Regions from separate parts of the Sus scrofa genome. Here region 2 is linked to region 1. A link is a contact called in public Hi-C data. All regions are on one chromosome and are shown on one strand. Each heading gives the region's core, a stretch centred on a gene start, on an enhancer-like site or on the middle of the called end of the contact. The rest is flanking DNA. Distances are from core to core; before and after follow the strand shown.

Region 1 (2,801 bases), core at 211-2,710:
GAGATTCATCAGTGTTGTATCAGTAGCTCATATCTTTTCATTCCTGAGTAGTATTCTTTTGTATGGTTTTATCATAATTTGTTTTCCAGTACTCTGGATGTTTGGGTTGTTTCTAGCTTTTGGCTATTAAAAATGAAGCTGCTGCGGACATTCCTGTATAAGTCTTTATATGGGCATATGCTTCCTATTCTCTGGGGTAAATACATACAAGTGGAATGGCTGGATCATAGGGTGGGTGGATTTTTTTTTTTTTTTTTTTTTTGCTTTTTAGGGCTGCACGTGCAGCATATGGAAGTTCCCAGGCTAGGGGTTGAATTGGAGCTACAGCTGCTGGCCAATGCCACAGCCATAGCAACATCAGATCTGAGCTGTGTCTGTGACCTACACCACAGCTCACGGCAACGGTGGATCCTTAACCCACTGATTAAGGCCAGGGATCGAATCTGCAACCCCATGGTTCCTAGTTGGACTCATTTCTGCTACTCCATGATGGAAACTCCTGGGTAGTGGTAGCTCACCGTGGTTTTAATTTGCATTTTCCTAATGGCTATTCATGTTGAGCATTTATTCATGTGCTTATTTGCCATCCGCATATCTTATTTTTGGTGAAGTGTCTGTTCAGATTGTTTGCCCAGTTTTTAAAATTGGATTATTTTCCTCTTTTTGAATTGTGAGAGTTCTTTATATGTTCTGGGTACAAGTTCTTTGTCAGATATGTGCTTCGCAAATATTTTCTCCTGGTGTGTGGCTTGCTGCTGCTTCTCCTCCCACCCCCCCTCCTGTTCCCTCCCCATTATTATTATTCTTTAAAAATGTCCTCTGAACAGAAGTTTTAATTTTGATGCAAACCAGTTTATCAGTTCTTTTATGGGTTTGTTCTTTTAAGGTGTCATCCTACTTTGATTTTAAGAGGATCCCTCTGACTGCTATGTTGGGAAGAAGGTGAATGGTGGGCAAAGGTGGAAGTGGAGAGACCAGTTAAGAGGCTCCCACAAGAAGACTAGCAGAAGATGACGATGGTTTGAACCGGGGCCGGGGGTGTAGCGGGGGTGATGAGAAGGAGGTTTGGGGGTTTATCTTGAAGACAGAGCCCATGGGATTGGATGTGAGATATGAGATATGAGAGAGAGGGAGCAGTTAAGCAGGCTCCGACTGAGGGCTTGGAAGGATGGCGTTGCTGTTACCTGAGACGGGAAGGCTGTGTGTGGAGCAGGTGAGGACAGAGGCTTGGAGCTGGGTGTTTGACATTTTCAGTTTGAGGTGCCTATTTGGACCTGAGTCTGAGCTCAGTGTGATTCAGCCTCTGGTCGTGCTGGGTTCTGTGTCATCTCCTGACATTTCTCTTCTGAATTTATATCCTTTGCTGCACATGTCACTTCCTTCATTGGAGCTCATATACCAACTGCATAAGTTCTGACTCATGTAGGCAATTGCTCACGATTCAAGCGCAAGACCACAGCCTGGATCGACCTCATTTCTATGCCTCAGCCACACCGATTCTTCCTTGCCTTTCACAGGCCTGTCAGGAAGCAGGCACTGAGAGGGGAGTGACTTTCTACCTGGGCCTTAGGAGTGGGTGGAGATTTTCAGGCCTCACTGACTCTTGGGAGGAAAAGCTGAGGTAGCCCTCTAGCTTTTCCCATCATTACTCTGAAGCCTGTCTCTAAGGTGGTTTGAATTGTTTCCAGTTTATAGATGAAAACCCCCAGGAGCTGGAACTACTGTCTAGCCTGCAGCCATGCTGTCCAAGGGCCCTCCACCGTTGGTGCAGGTCTTTGGACGCAAAAAGACATCCACAGCCGTGGGGCACTGCACACGAGGTAATGGCCTCATCCAAGTGAAAGGGTGGCCCCCGGAGATGATCAAACCACACAGGCTGCAGTACAAGCTTCTGGAACCTTTTCTGCTTCTGGGCAAGGAGTGGTTTGCTGGTGTGCACATCCTCGACTGAGTGAAGGGTGGCGGTCACGTGGCCCAGATTTACGCAACCTGCCAGTCCATCTCCGAAGCCTTGGTGGCCTATTACCAGAAATAACATGGACGAGGCTTCCAAGGAGGAGATCAAAGACATCCCCATCCTGTATGACTCCTGGTAGCTGATCCTCGTTGCTGTGAATCCAGATAGTTTGGAGGTCTTGGTGCCCATGCTTGCTATCAGAAATCTTGCCGATAAGCCCACCACAACTATCAGGGTTCATCTTTATAATAAAAATGTTTGTGGGATTTAAGGTTTCAAAAACAAAACAAAGCAATGACACCAAAAATCCCGGGGTCTAACAGTGGCCAGATCTTTCCAAGCACACTTAATGGTAGATTAATGGTAGATTAAGTCACATGACCAAAGGGGGAGGTAACCACATTCTCCTTGGTCTTTCCCATGAACTTCCTTACTGCAAAGCATCCCTCCTCTGGAATGTTGCTGTTCATTGAGAGTGGATTTGAATCTATTTCCCAACTACCTGGAGATTTGCTTGAGATGCTTCTGAATCTCTTTTAAGGGGGAAAAAAAAGGATAAGGAAGACTGAAAGAAAGACTAACACTAATATATTATTGAGGCCAATAAATGCCTCCTTGGTCCCTCAGACAAGGGAAACAGCGCCATCCTCTGGCCAGTTCCTCACAGCACACATTGTCTCCAGGGGGCACGGGTCCTGAGCTTATTATTTCCGGCGTCCTAGAGGCAGTGATCCCAGATTTAGTTTGAGGCTCCCTCGAAGATGCCAGTTCCTTTTAGGACATTTTTGTATATTCTACATTTGTTTCCCTCCAAATTTCTACTTATTATACTAAAACCAAAATC
Region 2 (2,801 bases), core at 78-2,577, 1.3 Mb before region 1:
TCCCCCTCGCTCGGTTTCGGAGAGTGAGGGCGTGAAGTGGCTGCATCTAGAAAGGATAGAAAAACAAAGCTCCCTCTTGGCTGTTTTTTATGGGGGGGGGGTTAATACTGAAAAATTGCTAGACGCCGTAGTTGGTGTTTAAAGAAAAGTTAAATAAGTCAAAGAGATTGAAGGAAGGAACACGGAGAATGAGGAAAACGAATAAAAGCCTTCGGAGGAGCAGACAGGGGTGGGACGCAGCCTCTCCTGTTAAAGGTCCACCTTCATTCCCTTCGCTCGCGGACCCCGCGGACGGCCCTCCGCACCCGCACCCGCACCCGGAGGGGCTTTGCAACCAGAAAAGAGAAACCTCCCCGAAACTTGGGTGCGAGTTCTTTGCCCAGCGGCCGCGATCCCAGCCCAGCTCTCCTTTCGCTTCCCTGGGCACCGCGCGTGCGGGCCAGGATCCCGACCTCTGCGCGGGGAAGCGCTACCCCCGGCACCGGTAGCGAGCGCAGCGCCCAGAGCTCTAGCCCGAGCGGGTGCCAGGCCCCGGCCGGAGGCAGGCGCAGCCCCTCGGGGCGGCTCCGGTCCCCGGGCACGACCGCGTAGCTCCGGCCGCTCGCGCCGCCGCTCCCCGCCGGAGCCCGGCGGGCCAGGGGAGGAAAGTACAAAGGCGGGCGACCGGGCCGCGGAGGGAGGGCGGGCGGCGGGAGGGAGGAGGGGTGGCGGCGGGGGGTTCGGGCGCGCCAGACGCGAGGAGCTCGCCCCTGCCACCCCTGCCCGCCGGCCCGGCCGCCGCAACAAAAGACCCCCGGCCCGCCGCTCCCTCCCGACCACCGGCGGCAAGCGAGGGAGCCGCGCCCCCGGGGCTGCATTACCTGGTCGTAAAGGGTTAAGCAGTCCTGTCAGCCCCAAGTTCATGGTTTGGTTCCAGAGCAAGGCTCACGATGGGGGATCGTCAGAGACCAGGGGGAAAGCCAGCCAAACACACGAAGAGAAAACGCCCAACTCCGACCGGGCTCCGTCCGCGCGAGTCTCTCCTTTCCAGGTGAAAGTCTGAAAGCGGAGGCACGCCAACCAAATCCGTACGGGCGGCAGCTCCGGGGCGGCCGAGCGCCAGCGCCTGCACACATCCAGCGCGGCCGAGGCCAAGCGGGCGGCGGCGACGGGCGGGCGGCCGGGAGGGAGCGCCCAGCCGGCGCTCGCCCGCTGCCTCCGGGCGGCTCCGGCGGCGCGCGGGGCCGCGGGGCACGGCGGGGACCGGAGGGGCGTCCCGGGCGGGCCGGCGAGCGGGCGAGGCGGAGAGGAGCGGCCCGAGCCGCGGCCGCGGCGCGCGGAGCTAAGAGCGAGGCGGCGGCGGCGACAGGACAAAGGAGACCATGTGCGGAGGGGAGGAGGGAGAGGGAGGAGGAGGAGGAGGGCGCGCGGCGGCGGCGGCGGCGGCGGCGGCGGCTTCTCCCCGGCGGCCGCCTCGGGCTCCCCGACTGCCGCTCCCGCCTCTCCAGCAGCACCGCGGGCCGACCAGTCCCGGTCCCGGTCCCGCCGCCACCGCCGCGGCGCTGGAGGAGACGCTCTGGGAGTCTTTATTCGGAGCCGATCTCACTGGCGCGCGGCGCGGGCGGCGCTGCAGCGGCCGGGGCGCCGGGCGGGCTACGCGGGGCCGGCGGCGCCTCCCGGCCGGAGCTCGCGGGCGGACGGGCAGCGCCTAGGGCTGGCTCGGCTCCGGCCCGCGCTCCGCTCGCGGGCGCCTGCCTCTCCCGCCGGCTCGCCGCTCAAGTAAACTCCATCGGCCGCCGGCGCCGCGGGTTCCCTGGCTGGACGGGTGGCGGGAGGGGGCGGCGGCGGCACAGGGGCCCCTCGCTCCGGACTTCGCTCCCCGACTGCGCCGAGCGCGCCTCCTCCAGACGCTCGCAGCTCTCGGAGCGGGACTTCCTCGGCGCGCCGAGCCCGAGCCGCCGGTGCCGCCGCCCCTCCTCCGTCCCGCCCCGCGCGCCCCGCCCCTCGCCGCCCCTCCTCTCGGCCCCGGCGCCGGGTCGGCCCCGCGGGGGCGCAGTCCCCGGGCTCGGCCTCGACAGCTGTCGCTTCCCCCTCCCACCCCCGCGGCTCGGGCCCGAGGTCCCCACGGCCGCCTTCCCGGCGGGCGGGCGCGGCGGGCACTGCCGTGTCCTCCCCGCAGCTGCGGCTTCCACGACTGCGCCGCGGCAGGGAAAGGCCACTAGGCCCACAGGCTGGGGCTGTATTGCCACTAGGCCAGTCACATCTGCAGAGAGCCAGCTCTCAGGGTAGTTGTGATGAGAAATGAGAAAGTAAGTTATGGAAACCACCTGGCACATAGTAGGTGTTCAATAAGTACATTGTTGAAAATGGAGGCGGGGGGGGGGTGCGCAGCCAGAGTCTAGTATTCGAAGAAAGTACTTAATCCAACCTTATCCCCGCCTGGTCAAAGGCTGAACACAGCGGCTCAAGGATACCAGCGCATGAAGTGGCCGTTACAAGTGCCCCTCCCCTTAGTCCTCAAATCCACTGTCATTTATACACCTTCCATCCACAAATGTGGCGCTGGTTGTGACCGCCAGATGCAGGGAAAGGATTAAAGCAAAGCCACAGCCTCACTGAATGCACAATTACTATCATCCTAACATTTACCGTCATGTGTTCTCTAGCGCCCTGTGTAGCGCCTGCCCGAAAGGGGTGGCGGGGAGGGCGGAGGTGCTCAATGACCACAAACTTGGCCCCTAGTGGATGCCCCTGAGCAACACACGGGCAACCAGAGCGCCAAAGCTCCCTTCTGTCCAGTCTGGTGGGCCCCTGGCCAGAAT

The links. Hi-C and Micro-C count contacts between places; a contact is called where the count stands out from the background.
Region 2: a Hi-C map of embryonic fibroblasts shows a contact between it and region 1, with 3 times the contacts expected there. The contact joins two enhancer-like sites. A contact is called at or near these places in 3 of 47 Hi-C or Micro-C datasets (embryonic fibroblasts, epiblast stem cells and subcutaneous adipose tissue) and 1 of 2 datasets of contacts at active chromatin or transcription factors (skeletal muscle).

What each region holds. Positions count from the first base shown.
Region 1 is chr3:13,413,735-13,416,535 of Sscrofa11.1, reverse strand. It overlaps the pseudogene LOC100514397. Among named protein-coding and RNA genes, the nearest start is that of AUTS2, 150 kb to the left of the region's middle. Within about 2 kb of position 1,460, at least 3 of the 83 cell types and tissues checked have an H3K27ac peak or open chromatin away from gene starts, as enhancers often do. A contact at or near this core is called in embryonic fibroblasts, where this site is marked.
Region 2 is chr3:14,700,222-14,703,022 of Sscrofa11.1, reverse strand. All of the region lies in intron 5 of AUTS2 (AUTS2, activator of transcription and developmental regulator), which reads right to left. Among named protein-coding and RNA genes, the nearest start is that of GALNT17, 320 kb to the left of the region's middle. Within about 2 kb of position 1,327, at least 47 of the 83 cell types and tissues checked have an H3K27ac peak or open chromatin away from gene starts, as enhancers often do. A contact at or near this core is called in embryonic fibroblasts, where this site is marked.